Regions from separate parts of the Mus musculus genome. Here region 2 is linked to region 1. A link is a contact called in public HiChIP or PLAC-seq data. All regions are on one chromosome and are shown on one strand. Each heading gives the region's core, a stretch centred on a gene start, on an enhancer-like site or on the middle of the called end of the contact. The rest is flanking DNA. Distances are from core to core; before and after follow the strand shown. Region 1 overlaps Man1c1 (mannosidase, alpha, class 1C, member 1). Region 2 has its middle 26 kb from the start of Man1c1.

What was found. HiChIP or PLAC-seq counts read pairs in DNA pulled down with a chosen protein or histone mark.
Region 2: a contact with region 1 is called in an H3K27ac HiChIP or PLAC-seq map of microglia, with 4 times the contacts expected there. The contact joins two enhancer-like sites. A contact is called at or near these places in 1 of 484 Hi-C or Micro-C datasets (bone marrow-derived macrophages), 1 of 115 datasets of contacts at active chromatin or transcription factors (microglia) and 2 of 9 other capture datasets (embryonic tail and liver).

The regions. Positions count from the first base shown.
Region 1 is chr4:134,599,064-134,606,312 of GRCm38.p6, reverse strand. The region is part of intron 2 of Man1c1 (mannosidase, alpha, class 1C, member 1); the gene reads left to right. Among named protein-coding and RNA genes, the nearest start is that of Gm42326, 10 kb to the right of the region's middle. Within about 2 kb of position 4,727, at least 71 of the 459 cell types and tissues checked have an H3K27ac peak or open chromatin away from gene starts, as enhancers often do. A contact at or near this core is called in microglia, where this site is marked.
Region 2 is chr4:134,726,716-134,733,964 of GRCm38.p6, reverse strand. No RefSeq gene overlaps it. Among named protein-coding and RNA genes, the nearest start is that of Man1c1, 26 kb to the right of the region's middle. Within about 2 kb of position 3,569, at least 52 of the 459 cell types and tissues checked have an H3K27ac peak or open chromatin away from gene starts, as enhancers often do. A contact at or near this core is called in microglia, where this site is marked.

The DNA of each region.
Region 1 (7,249 bases), core at 3,478-5,977:
TGCATGACATGTCTGAAAATCAGGCAAGCATCTTCCTGGCAGGGAGGGTGAGTTCCTGCTAATGAGCTGTGAGAGGCTGGGAAGAAGTTATCAAGGAAGAACTGGGCCCTCTCCTTCCTCGGGGAGCCTGTGGTGGAAGCCTGCCAGCCTCCCTGTCTCAGCCCCGGCAGGGAGCCTTAGCTATCAGAACAGTCCTGCTAGAACTGGGACTAATGCCTGAGAGTGCATCTCTGTCTGGGTCAGGACCAGCTGTGAACCTGGGCTCCTCTGTTCTTTTGCCTGGAGTTACCCCAGCCTTGATGAACCCCTGGCTTTCAGGGAACACCCCCAGACCTGTCCGGCAGCCTCAGGCAAACAGAGACCCCAGGCTAGAAATCTCAGAGACTAGAACCTCCCCCACGAGGTACCTCTCTGTACACGAGGTCCTGTAGAGTCCCCACAGAAGTCTACAAGGGAAAAATCTGAGCGGTTGGAGCAAGTGTCCAGCGCCAAGCCATCATTGGGTATATGTGTCTGAAATCAGGCTAGCTGCTATAACAGGGGAACCCAGAACTCTAGGACATCTGTCTATTATCTGTCAGTCATATAAAGGCAAGCTGATGCTGGAGGGGGTGTCTTTACTACAGCTCACAGGCTCTTCAGGACTCGGGGAGTTAGAGGCACTCTGGTGATCCCCACAGGCACCCCAGCTTTAGAGGATTTTATGGGCCAGACTCGTGGTGGCATAGGGAACTCATACCCATATTATTTTGACTAGAACTGAGCCCCAGGTCCTACTGAGCTGCAGAGAGACTGAGCCATGGTTTCTGTCCTTGACACAGCACCTTACCTCTGTTCTACCCCCAAGGAGGAGGGCACTCTCCTCCAGCAGCATCTAGGGACCAGGGTAAAGATGCTTAGCGCCAGCGAGTAGCACAGTGTACGCTTGAGAGCTGGGAAGGAACATGCCATGTGGCTCTGGACTCTGCAACAAACCTGAAGTCATATTGCCTCTGCCTACTCTGCACCCCTTCCCAGTGCCCCCAAGTCTCTCCTAGGAGCCACCACCGTCAGCAGCTCCACCCTGCAGACATGCTTCCACATTCCAACCTTGTCTGTCCCTCAGAGTCTGAGACCCTCAGCCTGCACGCATGTCCAGGGACCTCCAGCCCCTTCCCATACACTCCCTCTAAGTGGTCACCCCAGGGCCTTTGCACGTGCTGGACTCTGCCTGGGAAGATGACCTTCCTCCTACTTGCCATTCTGCAGATGTCTGCTCTTTTTCTCCATCCAAGGTCACCTCAGGCTTCCTGTCTCAGCAGGCTACTCAGCTGGGCATTGGTGGGGCTGTCTGAGTACCAGGTGCTCTGATAGCTGCTGTGCGGGAGCCCACTTCACAGATGTAGAACTAGAGGCCCTGAGGGATGTGTGCGGGAAGCCATTTAAGGTCGGCTGAGCCCTGACTGTGGAGTAAGTGTCCACCTGGTCCTGCCACAATGCATTCCCAGGGTTCCTTTCATGTACCTGAGAAAGCAGCCATGGGGAGGCTCAGGCCATCACTCACTGTCTCTGCCATCTCAGTCCGGATGGTGATATCTCTCAAATCCTTTATCCCCTGAGACCCAGACAGACCCAGAAGCCCCACAGATTGCATCTGTCGTAATCCTCTCCCTGCTTGCTGATGGTTTTTGCAAGTTATCCCAGAGCATCTGGAGCTGATCTAGGAGGGCAGTGCCCAGCCTCTCCAGACTTGATTTTTGTCCCGTGGTGTCTTAATGATTTGAACTAAGCCTTTCATTGACTGGCAGAAACAGATTACATCTGTGCCTCCGAATCAGATCTGTGTCATTTCCTCCAGCATCCCCACGCTGGTACAGAGCGTGACAAATACTCCGGGCTTTGACTATTGAGAACTGCCCTGGCCGGGGTACCCTAGATACCCTGCCTCTCAATCTATGTGCACTGTGATGCAGTGAGTTGCCCAGGCTCCCATCCTTTTGTCCTCAGAAAGCCATTCGGACACCAGCATGAGCTCAGGTTAGCTGTGGGTGATACCTATATGCCACCTAAGATGACCGTTTGCTTCAGTAATGAGCCAGAGTCCCGTTTCATAGCGTGAATCGGGTGACCAGGGATGTTTAGTGACCTGGCCGCCCCCTCCTCATCATGCATGGGTCAGCATCCCAGGCCTGTCCCTTAGCAAGAGTCAGTCTGGATGCATGGGTCAGCATCCCAGGCCTGTCCCTTAGCAAGAGTCTAGTGGTGGGTGCTGCGTGTGCTCAAGAGTCTCTGTAGTAAGGAAGTTGTTGGACCTGGTGGCCTACATTGGGAGTCAGAGGCAAGTCTATCTCTGGGTTCGAGGCCAGCCTGGGGTACATAGTGACACTGTCTCAGAGTCAGGGAAACAGAGAGGGAGAAGGGGAGAGTGCAATTGGCTTCTGTCAGAATCTTGAATGAATGCTCTGGGAACCAAGAAAGACAAACCCCAGGGCTGTTGGCTGGGTGTCCCCACCCTCATCTCTCGATGCTGACCATGCTTGCTCCTCAGTCCTCTCAGCTGGTTCACTCATGACTCAGACCCTGCTGCACAGCCAGCATCCTCTTGGGTCTTTGATGGTTCTGGAGATAATAACAGGGCAAGACCTCTGCCTTCCTGGATCCCATGTGTCAGGGAAGTTTGGCCTCCTAGGAGCGCATCTGGAGCAGATAATGGGACCCAGAACGGTGTGGGGGCGGGGCGGGGGTGGGGATGGGCATCAGACCTGAAGGCAGCTACATGGTATTCATGCAGGAAAAAAAAACAAACAAAACATGCCGGCTGGCCCTGTACTGGGATGAGAGTCCCCAGGCCTCCAGGGAGAGATAAGTTCCTCACACACAGACAATGCCTGACAAGGAATGGCACTGAGGCCCCAGGTAGGACTTAACACCAGGCTGCAGAGAAGCATCCTTGACCGCCTGCACTAGGGACCTCTGCACAGTGGTGATGCGGAGGTCCTCTGGGGCAAACCCTGGCTCCCAACCCCTACTCTAAGACTTTTAGCTGACTCTAAGCCACTGTCTCTCATCTGTAACCACAGTCTCTTTGCCAAGTTGTCAGAAAGCGTGTGTGTGTGCTGTCAAGGCTCAGGGGTACCCCTTAGGGGTAGAGTATTTGCCAGTGTGTGTGAGGGCCTGGGTTCTGTCCCCAGCACCACAGCCAGGAATGGCAGTGCAGCCCAGATGCTGTAGCCCGAGTTCTGTGGGCTCTCTAGCCCCCAGGGCAGCTTAACAGGTAGAGGTACCATTGTTCCTTTTATACAGATAGTGAAACTGAGGCAGCACATGAACACTAGAGTCAAGTTTCCTTGGTGTCTCCAGAGTTCTACCCATTCTCTGTTGCTGGAAGGACTGCCCCCAGGGACTCAGCTCTGTACCAGTCTCTCCACCTCCCTGGCTACTTCTGCCATCTCCGTGTGTATCTTGGGGGTAAATGGGGCCCCTCTGATTGCAGTCTAATGAGTATTCATCTGGTTATCAGATCCACACATCTGTGCTGCTTGGCTCTGGCCCATGGAGTAAGAGGGAATGCATAGTAATCAATACATAGCCCTGTGTGGCCATAGTGTATGCCAGACAGGGTCTGTAACTGCACTGGGATGAGGAGACCCTCCCGTTACAGGCAGATTGAGGCTCTCCTAGCAGGATAGAGATACAGCTTGCTAACTATGCCGATCTGCAGGAGGGTGAGAGGCCTTAAAGCTTAAGTTATTCCTGCCAACACACACATGCACACACACACACACACACACACACACGCACACGCACACGCACACACTTACACAACCCTGAGTGACTATTGGGCACACCCCAGACTCATATCATAGCTCTGCTGAAGGTCTCTTCTGGGTCCACTCCAGACCACTCTTTATACAGCAGTCCATCACATCTGGTCCTAAGCTAGCTAGATCCCCTTCCCATAGCCCCCATGGCCCTGTGCAGCCTGGGTGTGACCCCCTCTCCAGCTGCTGCTTTCCCTCTTTCTCCATGCCTTCTACTTGCACGGAGAACTTGAACCATCACAAACTTGCTAGGATTTCCCATCCTCCGGTGTATGCAGAGCGTGCTTGCTTCCTGCCACACCTTGCCCTCTCCCCTCCGTACTCCTTAAGCTCTTATCAAATGGACACAGCACTTCCTAACCAAAGCGCACCACCCTCCAACGCAGCCCCATTCAGCTACCCTCCTCCCCTGTGCTGTAGACCTCTGCCCCTGCCCTCTGGCTGCCCGTAATCCTATACATGAGGTCTCAGAAGACACTGTTAGTAGAAAGGGGTGTTGGTTGAAGAGGGAACTCTGCAGATTTTAGGAGGTTGCCACCTGTGCTGGGGTGGAACTTCTATATGACACAGCTATTTTAGGGCCACCACTCTAGTAAGAAAGCCCCATTCGCCTCTGATTCACCAAGCCATAGTGAGTGTGTTTCTTCGGTGTGTCACCGGGACCCTGCCTGGGCTCAGGGAGTGTGTGTTCACATTCACCCAGGAGTCACCCAACACTCGTACAGGAGCTTAGGCATGGGTCGTGGCACCTTTCTTCCCATGGAACTCCTGTGCCAGGCCCCAGCACCCTGAGAGCAGAGTGGGGCTGAATGGATGGATGAATCTTGAATAAGTGACTTAATCCGACAAGCCTTGATCCTCATCTGTGAGATTGAGACAATTTGAGAGCTGTCACGAGGCTTCAGAGAGCAGTGTGTGGCACTGCAGTGCCTGGCAGGAAGTGAGCACGGGAGAGGGGGGTTGGGGGGGAGGCAGTTCTGATGAGGTCTTGCTGGTCATGGGTGTTTATCAGGTTTCACACTCCACCGGCATTCATTTCCTGGGGTGTCAAAACGGAGCCAGGATCTGGGAGCATCATGCAACTGGCGTCTCCTACTGTCATCCCATAGCAGAAGAGCAACAGAGAGGGAGGGGGCCAGATTCATCCACTGACCAGGACCCATGGCTGAGATAACTAACTAACCAACTCCTGTGATAACTGCATTCTTGAACAGAGGCTAGATACACTGTAAACAGAGACTGCAGGACCTCCTTATCTCCTAGGTCCCACCTGCAACACTGTTGCATTGGACTTTATATTCCTAGGATGTGGGCGGCACCTGGAACCTTAGCAAAAGGCATGCCAGGCACAGAGACCTGTGCAAATGGATGCCCTGAGCAAACCCAGGGTTCTGCTGGCAATATGTGGTTGGGACAGAGCATCCCTTGCAGAGTGGGTAACAGAGGTATCCTGCGGAGGCTACAAGGCCTGGACTGCATCTTTGCTCAATGCATCAGGAGTTAGAACAGAAGGAACGGGGCCTTTAAATAGGCCAATGGCGTGGGCAGAGCAGACTAAGCAAGTGTTGTGTTTCTCAGCTTCTAGCGAGTTCTGGATTCCGGGAATAGTTCCTAATAACGGTTTTCCTCCCAGAATCTCCAAGAAGCTTTTGCCTGGAAACAGCCTCTGAGAGCAATTCGAGTGACCCAGGAAATAGCATCATAAACATTCCAAGAAAGAAAGAAAAAAAAAAGAAACCCAGACCACGTAGGAATAGAAAGGCTACTGTGTGGGTGGTATGCGCTGGAATCCCAGCACTCAGGAAGCCAAGGCAGGAGGACCAGTTGCTTGAGGCTAGCCTGGGCTACTTAGGGAAGGAAACAGAAGCTTTCTGTGCAACTGAAAGGCTTCCTCCTACAAAACAGTGGTTTTTTTTTTTTTTTTTTTTTGACAGTGTGCCATATGCTTTGTGGTGTGGGCGGGGGTAGGGATGGGGCAGGTACCACTTTAGTGGATCTTCCTAGAAACTCATGTGACAGAACTTCCCAGGAGCCTTTGTTGCTCCTGAATTCAATGGTTATTTGATGAGACCGTCAGATCAGACAGGTCAGGAATTCTCAGAAGGCACAGCATGGATGGCTCTTCTTTGCACCTTGTGCGCAGGCGCTCAGCTGCGTAGGTTGGAGGCGGAGGCTTTTCATTCATGTGTCTGGAATCCATGCCAGTTGTTGGCCAGACCTCTGGTGGGACTGTCAGTCGGGATAAATGTACATGGAGTCCTAGTGGCTGTCTTGGGCTCCCCGACAATATGGCATCTGTCCCTCACAGAGGCAGGAGAGCTGCCAATTTCTTAAGGCTGGCCTAGAAACCAACATATCCTCACATTCTTTATTCTGTGGGTCCGAGTCATTACCTGTCCTGCCCAGGTGTTGGGGTAAAGCCAAGCAAGGAGCGTCCACACCCCAGGAAGCCTCACTGTCACGGGCAAGCACTGCCTTTGGTCCCCATCTGTAAAAATTCCAGTCTGCCACACACAGCCACCCTGCTCTCTGTGGCAGCCGAGAAAAGATGTCCGTGTTGTTTCACTGCAGATCAAGAGAAGTCTCTGCGGATTGTATCATTAAATTAAACACAGCCATTAGTGCGTGGCTCCGGGGAGACGCAGTAATAGGCGAGGCCTTGGGTCATTTTTTTTCCTTCTAAATGTTCTTCCGGGAGCTGGAGTTGCCCAGCCTGACCCATTTCTCTCTGTTAATATAACATCACATAAAAGACATCATTATTATACGGCAGAGCTGGTGGGGACACAGACCAGGCAAGTAGCTCTGTGAAGGTGGCCCTGGCCCTGAGAGGAGGTGCTGGGGCCAGAAGTTCTCACTCCTCTCAACAGGCAGCTCTGTGTGAGGTGCGGTGAGGCCCGTGGAGGCCAGAGGATGAATGGTCTTGAGTGTTGATCCTCTTTGGTGTTGTCCAGCTTGGGTTTTGAGACCTAGTCTGTCCTTGGCCTGGGGTTCATTGATTAGGTTAGACTGACTCTGCACTGAGTCCCGGGCAGCCTCCTGTCTGTCATTATTCCACAAGAATGTCTGTGGGTGGGGTAGGGAGGTGTGTGTGTGTGTGTGTGTGTGTGTGTGTGTGTGTGGTGTTTAGACAAGGCCTCACTCTCTAGCTCTGGCTTCCCTGGAACTGTGTAAATCAAGCTGGCCTTGAACTCATAGACATCAGCCTACTTCTGCTTCCTGAGTGCTAGAACTAAAGCAGTATACCACCACTGCCAGCAAGAATAAAGGCTAAACCTAACCCCAGCTCTCCCCAGCACAGGGACTGTAAAAGCGTGCCAACCCAGCTTCTTCATTATTACATTTGTTTGTTTGTTTGTTTGTTTGTTTGTTTGTTTGTTTAGTGTGTGTATGCTTGGGGGTGAACCAACAGGAATGGGGGTCTTTATGCCAGAGGCACCAGGGATTGT
Region 2 (7,249 bases), core at 2,320-4,819, 130 kb before region 1:
TCAGACACTAACTGGGGTTTCCTTGGTCTTCTGGCCTTATTATTTGGGGTGCATGGTTTGATTTTGTATACTTCTCCTCTCTAATTTACATTAAAAAACCAATTGTTTTATTTTCATTTGTGTGTACGTATTTGTGTGTGCGCATGCATGTGCATGCCATGCGAGTGTGGGTACCTGCAAAGTCTGGAAGAGGGCATCAGATCCGCTGGGGTGGGAGTTCCTTGAATCCCGTGACATGGATGCTGGGAACTGAACCAGGGTCCTCTGGAAGAGAAGCAAACACTTAGCCAGGGAGCCACTGCTCTGCAGCTCCATGCCAGTCTCTTCAGAGGCTGAGCTCACAAGCCTGGCTAGGAAAATGAGCTTCAGTTTCACGCTCACTGACGTTTCCGCCCGCTCTGCTGGTCTTTAAGCTGCAGCTGCACTTTTTTGGATTAAGTTATTGGGTTCCATTGTCTACCACTCCTCTGCACCCAAATCCCTTCGAACCCCCAACACTCGGTAGGAGAGAAAGAGGGTGACAGGGGAAAGGGACACAGGTCTTTTTAGATTACTTCCTGATGACTAGGGATATCGAATTCTTTGGGGCAAATCGAGTCTTCTTCATCAGACTATCCAGCAACCCAACAATAACAAAAGTGGTAGGGATCACAACAGCAGAGACCAGCAGCTGTCCCAGGCTCTCGACTTTATACCCTCTTAAGAGTCCCCAGAATGCCAAATGCAAATTATCTGCAGCTGGCAAAAATCACGTCCCTTCTAGAACATGAGATAAATCATTGCGGCTGTGGACAATCTGAAGCAGCCCCATGCCCCAACCCCTGGACCAGAACAAAACATAATCACATAGCATAACTGGGTTTTTATAAGGAAACCAAAATCCTCACTACATTAAGGAGACACACATTTCTAGCCTATACCGTCTCTGTTCCTTTAACAGCTTACTTTAGTCTTCTTGCAAGGCAGGTTTACCGGCAGTAAATTCCACTATTTTTATCTTTTGCAGAAATCCTTATTTCTTCACTTTGTGCATATGCCTGTGTGATGTGTGTGCATGGTGCACACATTTGTGTGTGTGAGTGTGGCTGCACACCTGACGTGATGTGAGAGTGGAGGTCAGAGGTCAGTCTTCCTCCTACCTTGTTTGAAACTGGGATTCTTTTTGTCCTTTAGCACTGTGTAGCCCAGGCTAGCTGGTCTGCAAACTCTGGGGCTTTCTCCTCTCACCATAGGGGTGCCAGGGTCCCAGAGGTGCACTTCTGTGCATGGCATTACATCGGTTCTGAGGATTCAGACTTGGGACTTCAGTTTACCCATCATGCATCTCTCTCTTCAGCCCATCTTTCATATTTAAGGGCAAGTTCATGAGGTGCAGACTTCTTGGTTGGTGGGGCCTTTTCTTTGATCACATTAAAAATTCACACAAATGTGAATGCTTGAGACAACCTTGAGACAGGGTTTCTCTGTGTAGCCCTGGCTGTCCTGAAACTCACTCTGTAGTCCAGGCTGGCTTCCAACTCAGAGATCTACCTGCCTCTCCAGTGCTGGGATTAAAGGTGTGCCCCTCCCGCACTGCCCCCCCCCCCAGTAGTTTGCACAGGTTTTCTTTGGCCACTTCAGGGATGGTTTCCTTCATCTTTGGTTTGCTGTAGTTTGAAATCAATGTGACAGAGGTTGTCTGCTGTTTGGCTTGGCATTCCTTCATCTTTTCTCCAGGTTTGGCCTCTCACATTACTGTGGGAGAAAGTCACAATGATGACATCAAGTATTGTTTCTGGTCCGTTCTCTTGATCTTTGTCTCCTGGTATCCCCTTCACATGTGTGATACCTACTGCATTCACCCCACCACAGACACTAGAAACTCCCATAGCATCCTCCGTCTGTGTCACTCACTTCAGCAGCTAAACACTATCCTGCTTTCTGTGTGCTCCTCTGCCCTGGGCCTGTGATGGAAATGCAACCATATTCTCTGTGGTAACTCTCCCACTTAATGTAATGCCTCCCAGGATCAGTGTGGATGTCTCCCCCCTTCATCCTCCTCTCTCTGGTTTAGCCAGGACCCCTGCTGTGGCAAGGGTCAGCATGACAGCTCATTGCAGAACATGTGTGGAGTCTCTGGTATCCTGGCCCCCACAGTTTACCTATGTTACTCCTTAGCTGCTTCCCCCTCCCCACTCCTACCTGCAGCTACCAGCCTGTGGCTCCTGCTGTTAAGACCCCATGCTTCCCGGGCGGGCGCTGGGAGTCCTCTTAGGTGGGTGTTGGGAGGCTGTATGAGCTCAGCACCTTTCTGTGACCCCTGCTGAGCCTCAGCACATGGTAGGCCCCAGGCTGGCTGTTGTCCTTTGACCACAATGGTTCTCTATTCTCTTCTTACACTTCTCTTTTCTGAGGCTGCCCAAGGGAGGGGACAGCCTCCCATACCAGACAGTATCCCCGGAAAATGTATTTGCTTTTTCTATAAAAATCTATTTTTAGATATATTTACTTTATTTCATGTGTATGACTATTTTTGCTTGCCTATACGTCTCTTCATCATGTGTGTGCCTGGAAACTGGAGTAACGGATGGTTGTGAGCTGCCCTTTTGGTGCTGGGAATCAAACCTGGATCCTCTGCAAGAAGTGCTCTTCAGCCGGGCATGGTGGCATACACCTTTAATCCCAGCACTTGGGAGGCAGAGGCAGGTGGACTTTTGAGTTCGAGGCCAGCCTGGTCTACAGAGTGAGTTCCAGGACAGCCAGGGCTACACAGAGAAACCCTGTCTCGGAAAAAAAAAAGAAGTGCTCTTCACTGCTGCATGGTCTTTCGGAGACCCACATTTTGTTTTCTTGATACCTTTACCTCTGGGATTGGCTGGTGGGAAAATCTAGTGAGAATCTTGATTTTTTTGAAAAACACAGACATATGGGAATATGTCTTCATTTTGATCACAGATACGGGATATGGGGCTGCTTCAGACTGTCCACAGCAGCTGACTAGGAGTTAGCCTTGTGCTCTAAGAGGGGTGTGGTTTTGCTAGCCACAGACAATTTTGGAGATTGTGTGACCTTTGGAATTCTGGGGACACTTCAGAGGGTCTATAAATGCTAGGGCCCTGAGAGGCAGGGTGGGCTGTTGGCTGGTTGCTATTAGTTAAGTAGTTGTGTGCAAAGGAACTAGAAGAAGAAATTAGATATTCTGCTGGGTGAAAATCAAACTGGCCTAAAGGAACTTGATGCTCCTAATCAGCAGGAAGTAGTTTAAAGATAACGTCACCCCCTTTCCCCTCTATCCTTTTTATCCTCTCCTGTCTCCTGTTAGTGTGTTGAAAGGGTGGAAGAGAAGGGGTAGAGACAGGTGGAAAGTGGTTCTGGGTCTCACTTCTCACCCTGGGCTGTCCAGGTGCCTGCTGCACATGGGGTGGGAAAGGATAGAGGAAGGCGGAACCGGTGGATCAGCAGGACCTCAGGATGTCGATCCAGCTTCGAGGTCCCTTAGAAGGCATTCAGTGAAACACTGTGTGCGTAATAGCTCCAGGGCGCTTAGAGACCTCGGGAAGTGAGAAGGGGTGTGTCAGCTGAAAGAACTTTGGCTGAGGCTTGCAGAGCTGGGAACACCTCATTTGCATGGGAATGCCTCATTTGCATGGAGAGGCATTCCAAAGGCCTGCAGGGCAGGAGAATGGGAGTTGAACCAAAGACCAAGTAACGTTCCTCAGATAGAGGATGTGGGGGTCAGGCTCCCTAGATAAGGTCAGGCAGAGAAGAGGAAGCCCTGCTGAAAACGGCAGTCCTCCTTTTTGTGCAGAGCTCGGGGAGCTGTCCAGTCATGGTATACAACGACCTTTACAGCAACAAGGTTTCTCAACAATGGAAGAAAGAAGAACCAACAGAGTAGTCAGTCTGGCTACAGAAAATCTTCAGTTTCACATCTCTGAGGAATCCCTGTCCCCAGTCTTTTGAAAATGGAGAGGGAGGGTGGTCAGTTGCTCTCTCAGTGAGCTCTAGAAGGAGCGTCCTGCTGCCCCAGTCTGATGGCTTAGCAATGTTCTTGTGCGGGGCATGAAACCCAGGGCTTTGCATGTATTCAACTACTGAGCCACACCCCATCCGCATAAATACTCCGCTATGCCTCTGATCCTCATTATCCATTCAAGAAGCAAAGGGACACCCCTTCTCCTGCCCATCCCATAATCCCAACCAGTAGTCCCAACATTACTTCAGAATTAATATGAATGATTGGCTTCTGCAGGGCAAACCAGGAGGAGAAGGAGTGTGTGTGTGTGTGTGTGTGTGTGTGTGATGGCAGCCCCACTAGCGCTTGCAGACCACTTCGCCTCTGCTTCCCCTTATCTCACAGATACAAGAGGAAATGATGCCAGAGGTCGTCTCCCCCATAGATGGAGGTTTGCATCTTGCTCAGAGAGGTGAGGTGATTTGCCTGAGATCACACAGCAGGTGTGCATGGAAACCAGGATTTGATCCTGTGTCACGGATCAAATTTTTACTAGCGCAGGTTGGCTTGGTCTTTGGACCTATTCAGCTCCCCTGGGCCCCAGGATCCCAGTGGGCCCAAAATGGGATCTTTATCCCGCTCCACCTCATGATTTCTTCTTTTCACCAGCCTCCAGCATGGGGTGTGGAGAAGTGATTTTTGGAAACAAAGGTCTGACTGGCAAGAGAACTGTGGGCTTTGAGCCTGGTCTTCATCCCCATCTCACTGTTTTTCTGCTTTGGGGCTCTGGGTCCGACTCTGCCTGACAGTTTCCTCATCTGTCTGCTGTACTGGTGAGTTTTCTGCCAACCTGACACAAGTTAGAGTCATCTGAGAGGAAGGAACCTTGTTTGGGAAAGTGCTCTCATAGATCAGGCTGTAGACAAGCCTGCTGGGCATTTTCTTAATGACTGATTGACAGGGGAGGGGCCCAGCCCATGGTGGGTGAAGCCGTTCTTGGGCTGATGGTCCTGGGTTCTATAAGGAAGCAGGCTGAGCAATCCAGGGAAACAAGCCAGTAAGTAGCACCCGTCCTTGGCTTCTGCAATAGCTTGTGCCTCCAGGTTCCTGCCCTGCTTGAGCTCCTGTTCTCACTTCTATGACATCGACCAGTGATGTGGAAGTGTGAGCTGCGTAGGCCCTTTCCCCCTCAGATTGCTTTCGGTCATGATGTTTCTGTCAAGAAGGAAATTAACCCTTCTTATTTATTCCCATTTTGTAGATGGCTTGGAGACAAGATGTGAGGCAGTGACACCTAGACTCCTTACCTCCAGCCACAGCTCTTTCCTCTATACCTGGCCACTGTCTTTTCAGGGCTCTGGGTAGTGTCATTCCCAGGGAACAATCGTTAGGTGGCATGGACAGTTTGCAGAGACCTGGACTTCTGAAGACTGGTCCTGCCTGACCCATCACTCTGACCTGGGCAGGCGTTCCCTGCAGCTGTGCTGGAGTCTTCCCAGGGGCCTCGTGCCTAGATCCCTGCTTCCCATGTGTGGGGTGTACAGTATATTTGTGTGTGTGTATGAGAGAGAGTGTGTATGTATGTGTGTGTGTGATGGTATGTGTTTGTAGTGTATGTACTCATGTGTATATGTGTGAGTGTGTGTATGTGGGCATGTGTATGGCTATATTTGTATGTGTGTGTTTATGTGTGTGTGCATGTGTGCATGTGTGCATTTGTGTACATCTGTGTACATACGTGTATATACATGCATGGGCATGTATGTGCTTGTGTATATGTGTCTGCATATGAGTATGTGTATATATGTGAATGCATGTGTGTGTCTATATGCATTCATGTGTGTGTGTGTGTGCATGTGTGTGTGTTTATATGTGTATGTATTTTCACAGTGCACAGTAATCCAGGTGAGGGAATTACTAGTGTGTCTGTGGTTCAGCACCAGGGCAGGGGTGGAGAACCTGTCAGGGTATATGCTGGACTTCTGCCTCACTCTATGCTGGACACAGCTCACACTCCAGGCCTGAGCATCTGGGAGCCTCAACAGGAAAAGCAGAACCCACACTCCTCAACTAGATACAGAGTCAGATCTCTGTCTCTGTGCTCACGCTGAACTGATCCCTGCCTGGTTCCAGGCTGAGACCCCAATCTGGCCTGCACTGGCCCTTGTCCTCAGCTCCAACTGTGACCCAGCTCATAGTCCTAGGCTGAGGTCTGACCCCATCTTTAGGCTGAGCCCTTTACTATATACTCTGTGATCTAAACCTGACCCCCAACTGAAGCTTGGCTGATTGAAAATTCTCATGAGTCACCTTTACCCTCAGTTTGACCTCTGACCTAGTCTGACGCTGACTAATTTCCAGACAAAAAAGCAACACTTAACTTTAAACCTGACCCAGCAGAAGCCCCAGGTCCTTCCAAATGTGTGCTGGTGCTGGCCAGGGTAGGGGCAGGCCTCGAGGCAGAGCTGTAGAAGCTGTGCGCACACATGGAGTGGAGGGAAGAGGGTGGTGTATATAGTTCAGGGAGATGAAGCAAGACTCCCAGGAGGACTCCAGACTCTGAGGTCTCTGCAGTGGTCAAACAGGCTCCATCAGGTATTAGTAACATGTTGGGATGAGCTAGACAGCTTCACTGACCTTCTGTGTCCCCCACCAGCAGCCTGCAGCTTGCTACAGAATTCTTTGGAGAGAGGGTCTTAATATGTAACTTTCCATGCCTGGCCTGGAACTCACTGTGTAGCCCAGGCTAGCCTTGAGCTATCGGGTCTTTCTTAATCAGCTTCAAGTCCAAGCCATCACACTGGACTTGATCTACCAATATCTCTTTCTACATTTATTATTATTATTATTATTATTATTATTATTTTGGTGTGTGTGTGTGTATGTGTGTGTACACGTACATGTGCCTGCCAAACTATGTACTATGGCAGACTTTCTCTTGTTTCTGTGCTGTGTGCTATAGGCTGGCTGCCCTGTGAGTTTCTATTTAATTTTTCCGTTTCTGCCTTTCCTGTAGATGCAGGAGCTCTGAGATCACAGTTGAGCACACAACTTCCAGCTTTTTACATGGGTTCTGGATATTAAACTCTCGTCATCAGGCCTGCACAGAAAGTGCTTTTTTTTTTTTAAAGATGTATTTATTTTATGTATATGAGTACACTGTAGTTGTGAACCTTCATGGGGTTGTTGGGAATTGAATTTAGGACCTCTGTTCGCTCTGGTGGGCCCCGCTTGTTTATTATTATAAATAAGACACTGTAGCTGTCTTCAGACTCACCAGAAGAGGGCATCAGATCTCATACAGATGATTGTGAA